2 separate regions of the Oryctolagus cuniculus genome follow, and region 1 is linked to region 2. Evidence: chromatin contacts called from public Micro-C data. All regions are on one chromosome and are shown on one strand. Each heading gives the region's core, a stretch centred on a gene start, on an enhancer-like site or on the middle of the called end of the contact. The rest is flanking DNA. Distances are from core to core; before and after follow the strand shown.

Region 1 (5,881 bases), core at 841-3,340, 590 kb after region 2:
GGCACCGAGGCCGAGGGAAGCCGCCAGCGTCCGCGTCAAGCTGGCCAACAGCATCCAGGCTCCCCACGAGGCCGGGGGAGGTGGGGGGCCCGCTCGCCCAAAGACGGGCGCGGGGCGGCTCTGGGGCAGTGACCAGGTTAGTCACCTCGCCCCAAGGCGCTGCAGGGCAGCGCGGGGCGGGCTCTGGGTAACAATCCTGGAGGTGCAGGGCAGCGTGGGGCGGGCTCTGGGTAACAATCCTGGAGGTGCGGGGCCCGCGCAGGGCAGTGTGGGGTGGGCTCTGGGTAATAATCCGGGAGGTGTGAGGCCCACACAGGGCAGCGTGGGGCGGGCTCTGAGTAATAATCGGGAGGTGTGGGGCCCGCGCAGGGCAGTGTGGGGCGGGTTCTGGGGTAATAATCCGGGAGGTGTGGGGCCCGCGCAGGGCAGTGTGGGGTGGGCTCTGGGTAATAATCCTGGAGATGTGGGCCCGCACAGGGCAGCGTGGGGCGGGCTCTGGGTAATAATCCGGGAGGTGTGAGGCCCGCGCAGGGCAGCGTGGGGCGGGCTCTGGGTAATAATCCGGGAGGTGTGGGGCCCACACAGGGCAGTGTGGGGCGGGCTCTGGGTAATAATCCTGGAGATGCGGGGCCCGCGCAGGGCAGCGTGGGGCGGGCTCTGAGTAATAATCCGGGAAGTGTGGGGCCTGCGCAGGGCAGCGTGGGGCGGGCTCTGAGTAATAATCCTGGAGATGCGGGGCCCGCACAGGGCAGCGTGGGGCGGGCTCTGAGTAATAATCCGGGAAGTGTGGGGCCCACACAGGGCAGCATGGGGCGGGCTCTGGGTAATAATCCGGGAGGTGTGGGGCCCACACAGGGCAGCATGGGGCGGGCTCTGGGTAATAATCCTGGAGATGCGGGGCCCGCGCAGGGCAGCGTGGGGCGGGCTCTGGGTAATAATCGGGAGGTGTGGGGCCCACACAGGGCAGCGTGGGGCGGGCTCTGGGTAATAATCGGGAGGTGTGGGGCCCGCGCAGGGCAGTGTGGGGCGGGCTCTGGGTAATAATCGGGAGGTGTGGGGCCCGCGCAGGGCAGTGTGGGGCGGGCTCTGAGTAATAATCGGGAGGTGTGGGGCCCGCGCAGGGCAGTGTGGGGCGGGCTCTGGGTAATAATCCGGGAGGTGTGGGGCCCGCGCAGGGCAGTGTGGGGCGGGCTCTGGGTAATAATCCGGGAGGTGTGGGGCCCACACAGGGCAGCATGGGGCGGGCTCTGGGTAATAATCCTGGAGATGCGGGGCCCGCGCAGGGCAGCGTGGGGCGGGCTCTGGGTAATAATCGGGAGGTGTGGGGCCCACACAGGGCAGCGTGGGGCGGGCTCTGGGTAATAATCGGGAGGTGTGGGGCCCGCGCAGGGCAGTGTGGGGCGGGCTCTGGGTAATAATCGGGAGGTGTGGGGCCCGCGCAGGGCAGTGTGGGGCGGGCTCTGAGTAATAATCGGGAGGTGTGGGGCCCGCGCAGGGCAGTGTGGGGCGGGCTCTGGGTAATAATCCGGGAGGTGTGGGGCCCGCGCAGGGCAGCGTGGGGCGGGCTCTGGGTAATAATCCTGGAGATGCGGGGCCCGCGCAGGGCAGTGTGGGGCGGGCTCTGGGTAATAATCGGGAGGTGTGAGGCCCGCGCAGGGCAGCGCGGGGCGGGCTCTGGGTAACAATCCTGGAGATGCGGGGCCCGCGCAGGGCAGTGTGGGGCGGGCTCTGGGGTAATAATCCGGGAGGTGTGGGGCCCGCGCAGGGCAGCGTGGGGCGGGCTCTGGGTAATAATCCGGGAGGTGTGAGGCCGCCCCGCCCCGCCGCGCCCCGTCCCCAGACGGGCAGAGGGGAAGAGAGAGGCCAGAGGGGTGGGAGAAGTCGGCCGGCCCCACACGCGGGGTACCCCCCGGCCAGGCAGGCTCCCGTGCACCCCCAACTCACCGCCGCTCCCCGCGGGCCGCCGCTCCGGCCCCGCCACATCCGGACCGCGGCCCCGCCGCACCCGAGGAGGCGGGACACAGGCCGCGCCGGATGTGGAGCTCCCGGAAGTGAGGTGTAAGACGCGCCGCGCACTCTGCTCTCGCGAGAATGGCTGGGGCGCGCGTGGGCTCGCAACCATAGCGACGCGTCGGGGGCGGAGCGCAGGGAGCGGCAGGCGGGGCCTCGGGAGATGCGCCTGGCAAGGAGCGCCCTCTGCGAGCCCTGCGGTGGGCCGGGCGGGCCGCTTCGTCCCTGCGGCGAAGGCCGAGGTGTGTGGAGTGCGTGGGCGCCGCGCGGAGGAGGAGCCGCGCCGAGCCGGGGTTCGCGGCCGTCGGTGTCCGCGGGTCGCGGTGCGGGAGGTCGCGGCGCTCACAGGCCTCCGTGCTGGGCCTCTCGCGGACACTCAGTGGCTTGCGAACTGAGCGTCTGCAGTCTCCGCTCGTTCCTGGAAAAGGGCGCAGTTTTTGCTCTAAGTTTTCAGAAATTTAATAATTTTGGCGGAAGGCTGAGGCTGTGGAAAAACTGGGCATGATCTGGTTGTGTTCCCTCGCCGCCGTCACCAGCGTCACTAGCAGTTGTGTCCTCAGTCAGCGTCCAGCCGGCACTGGTGCAGTTGTGTCCTCAGTCAGCGTCCAGCCGGCACTGGTGCAGTTGTGTCCTCAGTCAGCGTCCAGCCGGCACTAGTGCAGTTGTGTCCTCAGTCAGCGTCCAGCCGGCACTGGTGCAGTTGTGTCCTCAGTCAGCGTCCAGCCGGCACTAGTGCAGTTGTGTCCTCAGTCAGCGTCCAGCCGGCACTGGTGCAGTTGTGTCCTCAGTCAGCGTCCAGCCGGCACTGGTGCAGTTGTGTCCTCAGTCAGCGTCCAGCCGGCACTGGTGCAGTTGTGTCCTCAGTCAGCGTCCAGCCGGCACTGGTGCAGTTGTGTCCTCAGTCAGCGTCCAGCCGGCACTGGTGCAGTTGTGTCCTCAGTCAGCGTCCAGCCGGCACTAGTGCAGTTGTGTCCTCAGTCAGCGTCCAGCCGGCACTGGTGCAGTTGTGTCCTCAGTCAGCGTCCAGCCGGCACTGGTGCAGTTGTGTCCTCAGTCAGCGTCCAGCCGGCACTAGTGCAGTTGTGTCCTCAGTCAGCGTCCAGCCGGCACTGGTGCAGTTGTGTCCTCAGTCAGCGTCCAGCCGGCACTGGTGCAGTTGTGTCCTCAGTCAGCGTCCAGCCGGCACTGGTGCAGTTGTGTCCTCAGTCAGCGTCCAGCCGGCACTGGTGCAGTTGTGTCCTCAGTCAGCGTCCAGCCGGCACTGGTGCAGTTGTGTCCTCAGTCAGCGTCCAGCCGGCACTGGTGCAGTTGTGTCCTCAGTCAGCGTCCAGCCGGCACTAGTGCAGTTGTGTCCTCAGTCAGCGTCCAGCCGGCACTGGTGCAGTTGTGTCCTCAGTCAGCGTCCAGCCGGCACTGGTGCAGTTGTGTCCAGAGTCGCCAGCATCGGAGCCGCTCTCCTGCGTCGTCTTCCTCGCAGTGGAGGAACGCATCTGTGGTACCGCTTGGCACACGCTGTCCGACTGCCTTTCTTTCTTTCTTTTTTTGACAGGCAGAGTGGACAGTGAGAGAGAGACAGAGAGAAAGGTCTTCCTTTGCTGTTGGTTCACCCTCCAATGGCCGCTGCGGCCGGCGCACCGCGCTGATCCGATGGCAGGAGCCAGGAGCCAGGTTCTTCTCATGGTCTCCCATGGGGTGCAGGGCCCAAGCACCTGGGCCATCCTCCACTGCACTCCCTGGCCACAGCAGAGAGCTGGCCTGAAAGAGGGGCAACCGGGACAGAATCCGGCGCCCCGACCGGGACTAGAACCCGGTGTGCTGGTGCCACAGGCGGAGGATTAGCCTAGTGAGCCGCGGCGCCGGCTCCCGACTGCCTTTCAACTCGAATGTTTCCGGCTTGCTTAGCTGCTAGGAGAGAGTTTGGTCTTTTCTGATCACAAGGGAATAATTTCCCCTTCTAAAAACACACATATGAGGAGAGTCGTGGATTTCAACATTGCTTTTTTCCTTTCTTTGGAAGGCAGAGAGAGCCTTGACACTCGCTTGTCACTGCGTTTGCTTGAAGTGCTGTGTGGGATACTCTCACTGCCTTGTTCCAGTACCTATTCCTGCACGCATTGGTTATGAGGAAACAGGGCTGGAGTTTAATTTTATGATTCTGCACAGTTTGTGTTAGGGAGGACGGGTCCGATGCTCGAGGCCATGGTCCTGACAGTCCCAGTGTGCATGGCGCTCTGACGTCCTGTGCGCTTGTTTCCGGTCTTGGGCCTCCGTGCTGCAACTCTGGACCTCGTCCGTGTGCCCCAGAACCTTGGAATCTTCTCTGCTTGACCTGGGGGGGGAGGAGGGAGGAGTCAGGTGTGGGAGGGTCTTAAAGCCAGGCCCGGGAGGGTCCCAGGCTCCATGTTTCCACACTGCCCACCCCCGTCGCCCTGGCCGGGGCTCACCTGTGTGCAAGGGAAGCGAGGGACGCACTTTGGGCCTGTGTCCAGAGGAAAGGGAGTGGCTGCTGTCATTGTTCCTCCTGGTGACCGAACGCGTGCTGAACTGCTGATGCTACCTGAAGGGCCCTGAGCCCTGCTGAGGGGGACCCCACCCCGCACAGCACCCTCCCCTCTGTCCTGCCTGAGGGGTCCTCGGGGCCCAGTGACCTCTTTCTTGGGGTGAGCAGGAGTTGGCTCCCAGACTCAGGCAGCTGTTTAAACCCCCGAGTCTTAGGTTATGGTTGATGGAGTAAGGGTGGAGTCCTGGCATAATACAGTGTCGGGGGTGAAATCTGCCATCCCTGTCTGTCTACAACTCCCACTTCCCTAAAGCATGCCCCCTTCATACCTCATTCTCTATCCCATTGCCTTATTTTCTTCCTCATATTCCTCCATGTAGCAAATATTTATTGAGTGTTCTGTGCGAAGGAGGAGAAAGCTTGGCATTGTAGAGGCAAGGTCCTGCTTACAGGGACCCTAGTCCCACGGAGGAGAGGTCACGGCCATGGTGAGGGCGCTCACAGGCCCAGCGTGCTTGGTGCAGAGAAGCAGAGTGTGACGAGGTGGCGTGACAGGGCCCCTTCCCAGTCTGCACAGCCGTGCCTCCAGCCTTTCCCCCTGGAATTTGGAGACTCAAAGTTGGGACAGACACGTTAGCAGGGCCGAGTTATGCTTGTGGCCACCTGAATGGTAGACCAGTTGTCAGTCAAGTGCTTTTGATTCTATTTTTTAATACCTCGGAAGCAGCTAGGATTTTTAAGTTGTATTTTTATTTGTTGTCAGAGACAGCAGAAGCTAATTCTTAGATAAATTAATAAAAACATGCAAACAAAGCAGATACTTCCAATCCAAGCAAGCCCAGTCTCTTCCCAGCCTCAGTCCCATGAGAGTTGTTCAGCTGCACCGTGGCCTTGAATGCCGCATGGTAGAGTGTGCCCTTCTGTGCCAGGGCCACACCGTGAGTGCTGCTGGCACAGGCCGGAGCCCGGCTGGCTGGAGGTGAGGGTTGGTGTCCGGGAAGCTGAGGCGTCGCCTGTGACTCACTGCCAGGAGAACGGATTCACCACGCAGCGCAGGTCGAGGTGCGACTGGTCAGACCGGCACAGCAGGACTCAAGGCCCAGGCTACAAAGGCACTGTTGCCGGACAGAACATTCCCAGGCCTGGGATGTGCAGGGTTTGAGCAGCTCTGGCCTGCTGATTCAACCCTTTCTGCCCACATCTCAGACAGACTTTGCATGTGGTCAGCCCCACGCACGTGACCATTGGGATTTGCAGCTGTGCGCTTGCTCTGTGTGTGTGTGTACACACATGCATCTGTATGACACATCACATAGATTGAGAGTTCTTGTGTGTGTGCATGCATGTGAAAGCATGATACATCACACAGGT
Region 2 (5,865 bases), core at 3,356-5,855:
TGCTAATGCACCTGGGAAAGCAGCAGAAGATGGCCTAAGTGCCTGCACCCCTGCTACTCTCAAGAGAGACCCAGATGGAGCTCTAGGCTCTTGGTTTTGGTCTGGCCCACCCCAGCCATTGCAGCCTTTTGGGGAGCGAATCAGTGGATGGAAGAATCTCTCCCTCCCTCCCTCCATCTGTGTCGCTCTGCCTTTCAAATAAATAAATCTTTTAAATAAATAAATAAAGTCACAATGAAATACTACTAAGAAGCTAAAAGTAAAGACTAACAGCCCAAAGTGTAAGTAAGGCTGTAGAGCAACTGAAACTCTTCTGCACTGCTGACAGAAGTGGAAAACGGCACAGCCACTTTAGAAAACAACCAATTTTTAACAGCTAACACACATGCCTATGTACGACCTTGTAACACCACTGCTAAGTGTTTACTCAAAAGAAATAAAAACACAGTGAATACAAATGTTTATACTTCCTTTCTCTTTAATAGCTCCCAAACTGGAAACATCCTCAGTGTCAACAGATGAAGAAAGGCTCAGCCAGGGCATATCCATACAGTGTGGGACTACTTGGCAATGAAAAGCAATTAACCATTGATGCACAACAGCTATACTGGGGAAAGAAAGCAAGACACACAAGAAAGCACCCTGCAGCCAGTGCTATGGTGTAGCGGGTGAAGTCACCACCTAAAGTGCCAGCATCCCGTATGGGTGCCGGTTCAAGTCCTGGCTGCTCCACTTCCTATCCAGCTCTCTGCTATGGCCTGGGAAAGCAGTAGAACATGGCCCAAGTCCTTGGGCCCCTGTACGCATGTGGGGACACCCAGAGGAAGCTCCTGGCTCTGGATTGGCACAGCTCCGGCCATTGCGGCCATCTGGGGAGTGGACCAGTGGATGGAAGACCTCTCTCTCTGCCTCTCCTTCTTTCTCTGTGTAACTCTTTCAAATAAATGAATCTTTAAAAAACAAAACAGAAAAAACACTGCTTTCCATTCACGTGAAATTCCAAAATGGCAAAACTAATCATTGGCATTAAACAGCAAATTTATAAGTTATGTGAGGCAGGAGAGTGACTGTGAAAGGGCCAGAAGGGACTTTTTAGGGTAACTGAAATGCTCTGTCATTTACACAGGTGTATACAATTAAAGCATGCACTTAAAATGGATGTTTTCTCTCTATATAAGTTATACCTCAGAGATTAAATTTAGCACTTTCAACACAAATGGGAAAAAATAAAAAGCAATTTGGCAAGAGTGACTTTCAAAATTTAAAAACCTATACTCATTTGTACAATCTCAAAAGTATTTCTTCAAGGAATGTTTTCTAGACAAATACATAATTTAGCTTCCAAACTCCACAAATAAAGCACTACTGCGCCTAAACAAAGCCAAACAGAACCTCTCCCAGGATCGGGGGCTTAGAAAACATACCAAAACCACTTTCGATATCAGACCTCCCTTCCCTGTAATGACATTCCTGGAAGCCAAGAGGTCCAGGCTCCCGGCACCCAGGCCAGCACTATTACCTGAGGGGAGGCCAAGCCCTGAGCATACGGGGGCAGGCTGCTGTTCTGGTCCATTGTGTCCACTTCTTAGCAAACCAGAATCTCTTGACCTGGAACTCGTGTCAGCATTCAGTCTTCTTTGATCATCCCCAACACACACTCAGCAACCTCCTCAATTATCGGGGTTATCCTCAGCCACCAGGAAGCAGTGATGTTGCACTGAAAGAGATGGAGGTCTAATGTGAGGATACAGCTAACATGCACAGTCTCACAAGCCAGTTTTGTGCTACACAGAACATAAACAAGGAGACCAGTGAAGCTATTTGGGAATGCATTTCTTTTTACTTTACAATCCTAAAGCATTATTCTTTTCATGTTTCCTACGATTAGGTCCAAAACTGCAAAACAAACAAACAAACAAAAAACAACTTCTTACACGTTTAAACTGTCTGATAAAGCTCAAAATCAAGGAGTCATACCCAGAGTTAAAAGCTTTTGGAGGGGGCTGACGCTGTGATGCAGGTGCCGGCACCCCATATAGGCACCGGTTCAAATCTCAGCTGCTCTACTTCTGATCTAGCTCTCTGCTATGGCCTGGGAAAGCAGTAGCGTATGGCCCAAGGCTTTTGGCCCCTGCACCCACGTGGGAGACACAGAGGAAGCTCCTGGCTCCTGGCGGCCATTTGGGGAGTGAACCAGCAGATGGAAGATCTCTTTCTCTCTAATTCTTTCAAATAAATATAATAAATCTTAAATGAAAAAAAAAAAGCTTTTGGAGGAACACACCTAGATAATTCCCAAGGAAAATGTGCTATCAAGGCATAATATTTATGAGGCATGGTACACACAGCACAGTGCTAAGGCCAAGTTCAGGTGTATAAATATGCTGCTCAATTTTATAGCCTCTGTAATGTCTTGGACATAAAGCTCAATAAATACTGAGTTGTACCCAATATAGTTTGGCGTGAAAGAAGCTGTGCAGACACAATGATAAATAAGATATTTTTATAAATACAGCAATCTTACCTCTTTAGAATACATTAGCCACAAACTGTGCCTATATCTGGCTTTTCTCAATCATTTCTACCATCTCCTGAAACTACTTCCTGATGAAAGAACCAAGCGACTAGTGAAAAACTTTTCAGCACAGTTCACTCCAACGTGCTGGCTGTGAGAACTGACTGAGCACCATGGGGGTGGGCTGGCTGAGTTAAAATAAAACATCAAGTACAAACACAGAACAATGTTAGCTACCATTATTGGTTTTCATTCCAACATAGCGCTCATAGGTCTCAGGGGTCAAGTTGTTCAAAGACCCATGTGCACCTCAAGTTGTGCTGGTAGAGTAAGCACTCAGATGCATGCTGGATGAACGGAAGAATCATCACTCTGAGAGGGCAAAGGGCCCCAAAAGCTGTCTATCCTATATGCTCATCACTGAAAAACAGACACACACAAAAAGCTCAACTTCTGAAAAGAAATGTACCAAAGATGTAAGAAAACTGTACTTTCTTTAGACGTTGCTGTAGTAACAGAAGTGCTGTTGATGTACAGCCGAAGAGGACACTGTCGGCATCAAGTAGTTCCACGTGCAACTGCGTAACGACTGCTCTACTAGTAACAAAATCAGATACCCGCGAAGTTCATCTCAGAAACCAGCACGCACGCCTGTAACCTGTACCCAGCACCAGGTCTTGCCCATACAACAGCACTTCAAAGAACACACAGAGAATGGATCACAGATGTGTTTAGTCTGGTCCAAACGATTTTGAAATCTGTGTATAATTTTTCACGATACACGCTTTCCATGAACTTCTTGGAGAGCCCTTTAGTAGTGGCTCATGGGTGAACGAACGCACGTACGCCACAGAAGACGGGACTAACAGGCGAGTGCTCGCAGAGAGGGCCTGTTTTCACAAAGCAAGGACCGTGCAACCTGGGTCTGGCAAGGTGAGTAGGAAATCATGAATCAGCGGCTCTGGCAACAGAGAAATTAAACGAGAGACAAGGATGGAGAGAGCAGCGCGCAGCAGCAAGCAACTTGGGGTCACACGGGCAGCAGGCGCAGCACCAGCACCCCAGCTTGGCACGCGTGGGGATACATCGGGGCAGTGAAGCCGAGGGCCGCAAGCCCAGTTTCGGGGTCACTGTCACGGCTGCGGCAAGAGATGAGGGCAGGATCACAGCACCCAACTGCGACGAGGCTGTTCCAGACCCCTGTTCCGAGCGCTCCTCTCACTCCCGGCCACGCGCTCACCGTCTTCCCCTCCCTGCATACTGAAACTGCGTTAGGCGCCTTACTGCACTGACTCTCCCTTCAACAGAGGCTCGCGTGCAAGGTCTTCATCTTCCGGAAACCCAAGACCAGGCTGCGTGTCCCCTGAGGTCATCCAATGAACTCTGTCTACTCCCGCGTCCGCACACGCAGCCAGGCGGGATCCTCTCCCCGAGGGGCCTCCCTGGCCGTCTAAGGACAGAGGTGCGCGTCTGCCTCGGACGTCCACCGCGCCTAAAGCTCGGACTTCCACAAATCGTTAGCAAGTGTCACGCGCGACTGTAAAATAAAACCGACCCCTGCGGGTAGCGAAGCCAGCGGGCACCGGCCAGAGAGGATGGGCGGAGGGTGCCAGCCAGGCGGCGCAGGCTCCGGGTCTGCCCCACCCTCGTGCGGGGAGAAGCCGTTTTCCACCCACAGCACAGCCGCGCACCGGGATGGAGCGGCGGCCGAACGGCCGGTACAGGCCCGAGCGGCGGCGGCTCGAGCGAGAGGAACCTCGGTCCCCGCGGGGCCTGCGCGCCCATTCCGCGTCTCCGCCCGCCACCGCCCCTGGGCCTCGCTGCAGCGGCCGCCTCCGCCAGCGCCCTCGAAAAAGAGAGAGAGTTAAAGGGCCAGGTACCTGGGTGCCGGCAGAGATCATCAAGGGCCTGCGGAAGCGAAGTTAAGCCGCAGGCTGCTCAGGCCCCGCCACAGCAACCCTACCCGACCCCACCGAACTCCAGGCGCGCGCTGATAATGTCACTTCCGCCAGTTCTGTCCGCGGCGTCAGCAGGCTGCACGCGCTGAAGGCGCGGCCATGGTAAGTGTGGGCGCGGGATCCTTCCGGTTTCTCCTGGGCGCTGGGCTCAAGGGAAATGAGGGGCGGAGCTCGTCGGAGTTCCGGGGCGGGGCCTCCTCTCCATAGCCTTTTCTAATTGGTGCTTTCTGGAAGTAAGGAAAGTTAATAATTGAAAAAAGTTTTTTAAACCAACTAGAGGTGTAACCTTGGCAAGTTAACATTTGCCTCGGGGTCTTTTTATTTTAGGATGAGTTCTTTCTAGTCTAAACTTGTTTTCTCTTTGACATTTCTTTTTATTTTGAAAGGTAGACACAGACGCGGAGGAGTCCCCTCCTAGTGCCCAGAAAGCCCTGGCCAGGCCAGTGTCCCGCGTGGGTGGCGAGGACCCAGCCGCGGGAGTGACGCCCGGCGTCCCCGGGCGACGGCGTCGTAGAGCGGCCGCGGGGCCCAGGAAGTAACCGCGTGGGCGGTGCGCGCGTGCTCCTCGCCGCGGGTGTGGGCCGCTCCGCAGCACGCGGGGCACCGGGTTGCGGATTCGTCGGGGCTTTCATTCCGCTGGGGCCGTCTTAGCAGGCTTCGCACTGTCGCCACGCGGCCGTCGTGGTCTTCCCGGCCGCTTCCTTCTGTGGTCACTTGGACGCGACCACGGGGGCAGTTTGTGCTACCAGTGAGGTCCTGAGCTCCGGAATCCAGGACAGTGCCTGGCAGTGCGTTGACCTACGGAGACCAGAGCGAGTACAATACTGGACTTTGTCGAAGACAAAGGCCATCTCTGGCCTTGTTCTCCTTTGCAGCAAAGCACGGGAGAGTTTTACACAAGCCCTTTAAAAAGTCTTCTCTGGTTCCAGAATTGGATGTGACCAGAAGTTAGCCAAACTGGTTAGCCAATCGCTTGCTTGCTCGCATTTATAATGGAACAAATAAGAAAGTGCATAAAGACTTGCCCAATTAACAAACAGTTGTGTCAAGTGACTACTGCCGGCAGGACACCCTGCCACCCCTCGGTGTGAAGTCTGCGTCCTGCTCAGCGTCCTCCTGCGTGGAGGATCTGCTCCGCACCTGCCACTGCTTGCAGTTGGCTCCCTGTGACCCCACTCGGGTCCTCTGCTCATCCTGCCGAGGTGACATTCATTGCTTCCAGTTTGGGGCCACTGAGAGCCAGGCTATGGGAACGTCCCTGTGCGTGTCACTGGCGTGGGAGATGCCGCCGGGAAACCTGTCCGCGGATCCCAAGAAGTATGGGAACGTCCCTGTGCGTGTCACTGGCGTGGGAGATGCCGCCGGGAAACCTGTCCGCGGATCCCAAGAAGT

Evidence for each region. Hi-C and Micro-C count contacts between places; a contact is called where the count stands out from the background.
Region 1: a contact with region 2 is called in a Micro-C map of ear pinna, with 4 times the contacts expected there. The contact joins the promoter of C5H6orf120 here to the promoter of TBP in region 2. A contact is called at or near these places in 2 of 6 Hi-C or Micro-C datasets (ear pinna and an unstated tissue).

What each region holds. Positions count from the first base shown.
Region 1 is chr5:649,064-654,944 of mOryCun1.1, forward strand. It overlaps C5H6orf120 (chromosome 5 C6orf120 homolog), which reads right to left and starts at 2,091. Exons shown (of 2, transcript XM_051828551.2): 1 at 1,945-2,091. WDR27 (WD repeat domain 27) reads left to right here and starts at 2,065. Exons shown (of 25, transcript XM_070074559.1): 1 at 2,065-2,252.
Region 2 is chr5:53,279-59,143 of mOryCun1.1, forward strand. TBP (TATA-box binding protein) reads right to left here and starts at 4,606. Exons shown (of 8, transcript XM_002723497.5): 1 at 4,396-4,606; 2 at 1,520-1,717. The coding sequence starts at 1,573.